2 separate regions of the Mus musculus genome follow, and region 2 is linked to region 1. A link is a contact called in public Hi-C data. All regions are on one chromosome and are shown on one strand. Each heading gives the region's core, a stretch centred on a gene start, on an enhancer-like site or on the middle of the called end of the contact. The rest is flanking DNA. Distances are from core to core; before and after follow the strand shown.

The links. Hi-C and Micro-C count contacts between places; a contact is called where the count stands out from the background.
Region 2: a contact with region 1 is called in a Hi-C map of liver, with 3 times the contacts expected there. The contact joins two enhancer-like sites. A contact is called at or near these places in 13 of 484 Hi-C or Micro-C datasets (CD4 single positive thymocytes, CD8 T cells, the HPC-5 cell line and 9 more), 4 of 115 datasets of contacts at active chromatin or transcription factors (differentiating embryonic stem cells, embryonic stem cells, extraembryonic endoderm stem cells and 1 more) and 3 of 9 other capture datasets (adipose tissue, liver and pancreatic islet).

What each region holds. Positions count from the first base shown.
Region 1 is chr8:47,649,843-47,654,147 of GRCm38.p6, reverse strand. No RefSeq gene overlaps it. Among named protein-coding and RNA genes, the nearest start is that of Ing2, 23 kb to the left of the region's middle. Within about 2 kb of position 1,752, at least 24 of the 459 cell types and tissues checked have an H3K27ac peak or open chromatin away from gene starts, as enhancers often do. A contact at or near this core is called in liver and pancreatic islet, where this site is marked.
Region 2 is chr8:47,556,031-47,560,335 of GRCm38.p6, reverse strand. No RefSeq gene overlaps it. Among named protein-coding and RNA genes, the nearest start is that of Rwdd4a, 25 kb to the right of the region's middle. Within about 2 kb of position 1,810, at least 11 of the 459 cell types and tissues checked have an H3K27ac peak or open chromatin away from gene starts, as enhancers often do. A contact at or near this core is called in liver and pancreatic islet, where this site is marked.

The DNA of each region.
Region 1 (4,305 bases), core at 503-3,002:
TTTCTTTGTCTATAATGAAGTCCTTGCAGTTATTTTGAGTTGGGAAAGTAGAGCGTACAGAATATATGTGCAACAAACATTGTTGACGGGCAAACAGCAGCAGGAGAGAAGTCCAAGCTATCTCTAGGTCCTATTTGCTCTCATCAAAAGCTGGTGTCTGAGAGCCTGGTGTGGTGGCTGGACAGCATCTTATTAACTTCCAAAAGGCTTTCTTGTTCCTCTTGGGTTTTGTGAGGCCTGACTGTGTTGTCATTTCCCTAAACTGCCTGATTGCTTTGGTTGAAAGGACACCCTTGAGCTGGGTGTGGTGGTGAATGCCTTTAATCCCAGCACTCGGGAGGCAGAGGCAGGTGGATTTCTGAGTTCGAGGCCAGCCTGGTCTACAGAGTGAGTTCCAGGGCAGCTGGGGCTATGAGAGAAACCCTGTCTCCAAAAACCAAAAAAAAAAAAAAAAAAAAAAAAAGACAGGCCCCCTTTTCTCTCCTCTGGCCCCTTATTTGCATTTGCTGTACTTCTATCTCTGGCTTCTCATCTGGAAGTGTCACCCGATGTCACTTCAGCCCCGTTCTTCTGCCACTTTCTCCACACTCCTCTGAAATCTCACTATTTTGGTTGTCAGCCACTACCTTGCAGATCCACACAGATCTGCTGCTGGACACCCATGCTCTCTGTTTGGCTTCCCTAGCTGTCCCAGTAACAGCTTGTACCAGTATGTGTTCTGACATCCCAGGTCTCTCCCAACATCCATGCCAGTAATCCTACATAATTTTTTTCCTCCCAAGGCAGGTTTCTCTGTGCAGTCCTGGCTATCCTGGAACTTGCTCTGTAGACCACGCTAACCTCAAATTCAGAGATCTGCCTGCCTCTGCCTCCCAAGTACTGGAATTAAATGATGTGCTTCCATGCCTTGCTTGATAGACCGTTTACTATGGACAACAGAAAACACAGTTTCTTTAACAGGCTTCAAAGTAGAGCAGTATACCAATGCGCAAACGGCTTCTTTTTCTCTCTTTTAATTACTGGTCCCATGGTTGTGCACTCCTGTAATCCCAACACTTGCGAGAGTTCAAAGCCAGCCTGGGCAACATAATGAGACCCAATTTCAGCAAAGGGTATTGGTCCTAATTTTATATCTGAGTCTTCTCTTTGTTGCATGCTACAACATTTAGACAAGCTTGAAATTCATTTGGAATTAAGAATTGCACAATTAGCAGGGCTCAAATCTAACCTAGAGGTTGTATGTGGAGGGGGAGGTTTTATTGGCACAGAGGACCTTAGAGCAACCTGGGACATAGCTTGTAGGTCTTTGTGGGTCACCACGCACTAGCCGTAGAGCTATATAATGACCTAAAGACAATGCATGCTGAGCGGTGAGAATGGTTTGAAAACCAGATAGGAATTTGGATAAGGAATAGCTCCCTCTGGATTCTTTTGTTAGTCAGCAAGAAATGTACCTTGCTATCCACCTACCACCACTCAATTGCAGTCTATCCTGTGAACAGCCTGGGACCAGGAATGTGACCAGTCCGAGTCTGCAGATTACTTGGCTACAGTCATGCCTCCCCCCCAACTCCCCGGCTTAATACTGTTAAAGCTGGCGAGTTAATCTGCATCTGCCTATCGCCTGCTCTCCCCTTCTCTATTAGCTCAAGCTAATAGAAAAACAAAGATGTTATTTATTTCCCCTCTTAAAGCTTCCAGCCTTGGTTAGTTAATAATTGATCTTCAACAAATAGCCCTTGAGCAACTAAAGAACTTTTCCATTGCACAAATCCTCATACCATCTCATCTGGCTTTATCTGAGAGAGGGCCCATTGGTGTTAGGGTCCCGGAAGTCCTGGGCCAAAGAAAGGGGAGATATGTGGTAAGAAGGCTCAGCAGGCAATGGTGCTTGCTGCCAAGCCTGAGTTTGAGCCTCTGGGATCTACGGGATGGAAGGAGAGAAGCAAGTTCCACAGTTGTCTTCTGAGTTCCGCATGCACGTAATAAGTAAGGCACACGGACACACCCTCATCGTTATACATTTTTTTTGTAAGCCGTGGAGTAAGGTACAGCCTGGAATAGTCTCTATAGTGAGAAGCATCCCTTGGTCTGCTCTCCAGGCTCCTCACACATACCCTGTCTCAGCAGTCAGGATTTGTTGCAGAGGTAAGTAAGGCATGGGTAGGACTTAAGTCAAGGACTGCACTGTTCTTGTCGCGATTATTTTATGTCAACCAGCACAAAGCAACTCCAGGATAGCTTCATCTATTCATGCAACACTTTTTCAAGACAGGGTTTCTCTGTATATCCCTGGCTGCCCTGGAACTCACTCTGTAGACCAGGCTGGCCTCGAACTCAGAAATCCGTCTGCCTCTGCCTCCCGAGTGCTGGGATTAAAGGCGTGCACCACCACTACCCAGCACTTTTTTTTTTTTAAGATTTATTTACTTATTATATGTAAGTACACTGTAGCTGTCTTCAGACACCCCAGAAGAGGGCATCAGATCTCATTACAGATGGTTGTGAGCCATCATGTGGTTGCTGGGATTTGAACTCATGACCTTCAGAAGAGTAGTCGGTGTTCTTAAGCGCTGAGCCATTTCTCTAGTCCCATGCAACACTTTTTTATTTGTTTTTTGTTTTTTTTTTTGGCTTTGGGTTTTGAGGTACGGATTCTCTGTGTAGCCCTAGCTGTCCTGAAACTCACTCTGTAGACTAGGCTGCACTCAAACTCACAGAGATCCACCTGCCTCTGCCTCCCAAGTGCTGGGATTAAAGGTATTCACCACATAACATTTTCAAAAGCGTCTTTTCATTGTGGATGAAGTACTTTCAAGTCTTTTAAGAAGCTAGTAAGGAGTTTGGATAGAGCAGTTACCGGAACCGTCACGTTGTCTGCATTAGTCTCTTCTCTTGGTTGTATTTTTCTTTCGTTTTCCTATCTCAAGGTTTCCAAGAAGGCAGAGAAAGGTGATTGAGATTGGCCCGTGCAGTCTGGCTGGTATTTCCATACAAGTTTGGAATGTGCAGAATCAGCCCCAGCTATCGATAAAAGTAAGCAAGACTCTAAAACAATGATCTCAAAAATGCAACTGTCCAGACACAGCTAAGCCCCAGTCTAAAGAACTGGCCTGCTGGGAGGCTGTCTTTAAGACAAGTTAATAATACTGGGTCTCAGTTCAGAGCAGTGCCTGGATTCCTATCATTCCCAACTTTGTTTACCTTTCTGGGGAGATCAACTTAGCCGCTGACTGCATTCAAGGATGCATGCCTGTCTGGTTTGGGCATCCTCAGTTTCCAAGGGTTTGAAAACCCCTAAGACAGACTTTTGAGGCCACCATGTAGTCTTTGCAGAAAGTTTGACAAGGAGATCCATTGCTCAGAGATCATGAAATACAGCAGTTTGAAAGGGTATGGAATGTTTACCTACCTAATAGGATGGGCTTCCCAGAGTCTCATCTCAGCCTTTAGTGACTCACTTCTGAGGAAAGGCACTGGGTCAGTGGGGTGACATTAAATAAAGCAATCATTACGAATGGTGAGCCATGGCGGTTGCACGGGCTAAAGGCATTTGTCACCAGCTGTGGTAACCCAAGTTGTAGCTCTAGAACCTACACAGCAGCAGGAAAGAACTGACTCCTGGAAATTGTCCTCCAGCTTCCAACGTGTGTGTGACACCCCCCCCCCCCCAAATAAATAGATGTATAAAAAAGAAAACATTACCCGAGAATGTTTCTGACAATGGCCTGCCCAAGTCATATACTCTTCAGATGTAACATCTAGAAAGGATAGGGCAAAGTGAGATCACAATATAAAAGAACAACCGGAACAACTTAGCATGTGAGTAAGCTGGCATGGATATTAAAAAATAAAATAAATCAAAGTTGGGGGGTGCAAAAAGAGGGGCAGCTGTGAGCTTTAAAAGACAGGGTGCACTCATAATTGGATTCTGCCTGAACAAAAGCAGCTGTAAAAAGATACATTGGGGTGCTAGGGTTGGAGCCCCAAGAAAGTGCTTGTTGAGTGTACATGAGGTCTTCCATTCAAATACTAGTCCCGAGAAAACTATATTGCATTAGAACAATCGAGAAAAAGTTGATTCTGACTGGAGGTTAGATTATATGAACTTATTACTAATATTTTTAGATGTGATGATGTAATCACGATTATACATCATACTCCCGGATTTGGGAGAGGCATGCAGGAATATTTAAGCGTGAAATTTCATAACTGTAATTTGTTTTCTAGTAGTTAAAAACAACAGCCATGAAAGTAAATCAACTATACACGTACAAACAAACACAGCCATTATTAGATCTTGGT
Region 2 (4,305 bases), core at 561-3,060, 94 kb after region 1:
TGCTGGGAGTCAAACCCAGGGTTTTCATGCATGCTGGGTGAGAGCTCTGCCAACTGAGCTGCCAGCTCGTTCCCTGGTCAACTCCATCGTGATACCAGGATCTTGATATTTATTGAAGTCCACCAGGACAAGTCTTCTAGGGCTGTCCTGGTTCGTTGCTCAGTTAGACATAATCTAGAGTCTTCTGGGAAAGGAGAACCTCAGTGGAGGAATTGCCACCATCAGATTGGCCTGTGAGTAGAGCCACCTCTAGGCAGGTTGTCCCTGGGAGACATAAGAAAGCAGCCAGTAGTTCCGGGTGCACTTTGTTCTCATCCAGAGAAGAACACCAACGCCACAGAGGAGGGTAAGACGTTATCAGACTCCAAAGAAAGATGACTGGGCAAGCAAAGGAATGGATGTGTCAGAGAGCCACAGTTGCCAAAGGAGATACAAAGACCCAAGACGGCTTAGCAGCTCCGTGTGGTAGAACCAGTCTCTATGACTCCAAGTCCCAAGGGATGGGCCCGATGACAGCTCTGTATATAATGATGCCTTATATGTGATGGTTAGGAATACAGGCAGGCTACAGCCCCCTATACCCGGCTTTCGATCTTTACTTTGCTCATTAATCATTTGTAAATAGTATTTTTTTAAAAAGATTTATTTATTTATTTATTTATTTATTTATTTATTTATTTAATGTATCGTAGTACACTGTAGCTGTCTTCAGACACACCAGAAGAGGGCATCAGATCCCCTTACAGATGGTTGTGAACCAGAATGTGATTGCTGGGAATTGAACTCAGAACCTCTGGAGGAACAGTTGGTGTTCTTAACCACTGAGCCATCTCTCTGGACCCTTGTAAATAATCTTATTTTTGTGCCACTTGGAGTCTTGTTTTCTAAGCAGTTGTTGACTTGCTTCAGAAAGGACTTTTCCTAGTTTGCCCGGATGTTTGGTTTGCCTTAAGAAATTTGTTAGTAGCGGCACATGCCTTCAATCCCAGAACTCAGGAGGCAGAGGGAGGTGGGTCTCTGTGAGTTCGAGGCCAGCCTGGTTTACATAGTGAGTTCCAGGACAGCCAGGGCTACAGAGTGAAACCCTGTCTCAACAACAACAAAACTAAAAACCACCACAACAAAACCAAAATAAAAAAGACATTGGCTTCTCTTTCTTTAAAAATCTATTTGCAGGTTTACTGCTAAGGCCTAAGAGTCCTGGGTGATCTTCCTGTGGACACAGGTTTGATTCGGAGAACCCACATGGTGACCTACAACCATCGGTAACTCCAGTGCCGGGAGGTCTGACACCCTCTTACGTATGGCCACCGATGACACCAAGCACACGCGTGATATATAAATATGTGTATAGGCAAAACATTCATACACCAAAAATAAAATAAGTGGGGTTTTAAAAAAATTATTTGCCGTTGGTGGTAGTATATGCTTCTAATCTTATCAGATGGGAGGGAAGAATCACAAGTTTAATCAGTCAGTCAATCAACTAATTCTAGTAGGATTGCCTAACTTGGCAGTATCATTTAGGGAGATTTCATATTTGCATTATTTTCTCAATGGCCCAGTCTCAAACACTAGAAATCATTCTTGCCTCTCCCTCCCACTGACAAGTTCTGTCAGTATTCCTCTCAGTATAAAGCCAGAACCTAAGCACTTCTTATCTCCAGCCTCTCCAGCCGACATCAGTTGCCCCCGTGTCTGATCTCCCTGCCCTCTCTCTTTGCTTCAGTCGTTCAAGCGGACAACACACTGTGTAAACACAATCACCCCCATGTTAAAGCCACACAGGATCTCTAATGCACTCAGTGAAATCCAAGGCTGTCAGCTCAAACCTGAGGTTTGTGCACTGTGTGAGTCTGGAGAGGACTTCCCGGAGCACAGGCAACAGCCGGGACAAAGGCCACATGACAGGGTCACAGGGAATGGGGTCACAGACATGGGCCACAGAATCATCTGCCTGGAATGGGAAGGAGATAAGAAGGGACACCGCAGAAAGGTCTCAAAGTAACTTGATGGCTGACTTTCAGACACAGTCCTGGAAGGCCTGAAATTCTTTCTTTACAATAGGGTGGCCTTGAACTCACATAGATCCGCCAGCCTCTGATCCCAGTGCTGAGACTAAAGACACGCCAGACCATGTATGACTTTTACTAAAGCGATATTTTCAAACCTAGACAGGAGAGAGTAAACTGGACACGCAGGGACAACTGAGCAGATGCCACTGGCCAGCCCGTGGCAGGAGCTAGGCTTTTCTTTTAGCAGATGGACAGACATCCCTATATTCCAGACTCCATAGCTTCTCCGTTATCCTGGGGGATTTTAATGAAAACAACTCACATTTGTCAATTTAAAAGTTAATTTTTGAGCTGCCTCTGGAGGGCATTTGTCAAGTGAAATGGAAAACGGATGAAGCATAGACGTCCAGGAAAGGATTCTGAGGACACACGGCAGTTAAGGGATGTGGGGGAGCTGTGTGCATCCACTCCAGGAGTCTCGGGGTGAATCTCACCAGGCAACAGGGGTTAACAGGGTTTAACAGGGATTCATGATGTTTCCTAAGGGAGGCTGGCCACAGGCAACCTTTGGTCTTCTTAAACAACCAACCAAACCAAACAAAACAAAAAACAAAACAACAACAACAACAACAACACACCACAGGCCCTCCAGCTTCACCTTGCAGTGTGAGCAGATTCCTCAGAACTGGAGCTCCGGGTGGTTGTGAGCTGTCTGATGGAGTGTTGGGAAATAATCCCCCATCCTCTGCAAGAGCAGTAAGCATTCCTAATTGCTGAGCCATGCCTTTGCCCCGAAGCCCTTCCTCCAGATGTTTCTGACCTTTAGTATCCATCATATTATTTAAAAAGATTTATTTGTGGGCTGGAGAGATGGCTCAGCGGTTAAGTGCACTGGCTGCTCTCCTAGAGGCCCTGAGTTCAATTCCCAGCAACCACATGGTGGCTCACAACCATCTGTAATGGGATCTGATGCCCTCTTCTGTGTGTCTGAAGAGACAATATACTCACATGTATAAGATAAATAGTCTTTAAAAAAGGATTTGTTTGTTGTGTTTGAGTGTCTGAGTGTACCACATGTATGCAGGTGCCCACGGAGTCCAGAAGGTGGTGACAGAGCCCATGGGACGAGAGTTACAGGCTGCCCTGTGCTGGTGCTGGGAGCCCAACTCTGGTCCTCTGCAAAAGCTGCACATGGTTTTATTCATTGTCCTGCCTCCTCCTCCTCCTCCTCCTCCTCCTCCTCCTCCTCCTCCTCCTTCTCCTGCTCCTCTTGCTCCTCCTCCTCCTCCTGCTACTTCTCCTCCTCCTCTTCCTCCTCTTTTTGGTCACATTGGATTTCACACAGGATGTTTTAAATCTATGTGCTGTGGACACAGCTCAGTGGTAGGGCAAATGTCTAGCATGCATAAGGCCCTAGGCTCAATTTCCAGCAATAATATAATAATAATAATAAGCTTTTATTTTGTCTCTCTCTTTCTCTTGGACATTTTCCTACTTCTCTAAGATAACATTTCTTGTATTAACAAAAGGAGAAAGGACGGCCTAGAGAATGCTGCTTAGAAGTCACAGTCAGAGCCTCAGCAGGCTAAACCCCAACAGCACTCTGGATCACTTCCTAAGTCACAGAGACCTGGACTCACAATTGGAAAAACCAGCAGGGTGGGGCCACTTCCTGACTGTTTCAACTCGGCCCTCCTCAGCCCATTAGAACACTTTATCGTAGAATCTAGATTCATGCAGGAGACTCAGCAAGTGGAACCCGTGGGAAAACAGGACGTATTTTTTGACTTTTGGTCCTCGTCTATTAGAGATGAGAACAAGGAAAAGAATGTGCCTTTACCGGAGATGTCCCCTGGACTCTTCCTATCTGCCATGATCCTCGCTTGAACATTTCGTCATCATGTGTACAAAGCCACTCTTACGCCTGGTGTTAATGGTTTTCCTTACTTGATCATCAGCAATAAAATCCTCAGCGCTCCACAGGCAAATTATGTTTTTACATTTTTGAGTCTTCACAGACCGTGGCTTCTAGATTCTCATTTTCACCTCCGATTCCTAGTAAGTTTGACATCATGACTCGGTACCCAAACCAGCACAGAAACCCAAGCGAGCTCTCACAAAGAAGAAAGCACCCCCACAAAAGTTAGGGGGCATGCTGGTATTCTCTGCTCGGTTCTAGTTCTGTCTCATTAAAAACAAAGTGCTAGCAAAGACCGCCCATTCTTTCTTCATGAATGGACCATAAATTGCAGTTTGAAAAACACTCTGGATTGTGGCAAAACACTGAATT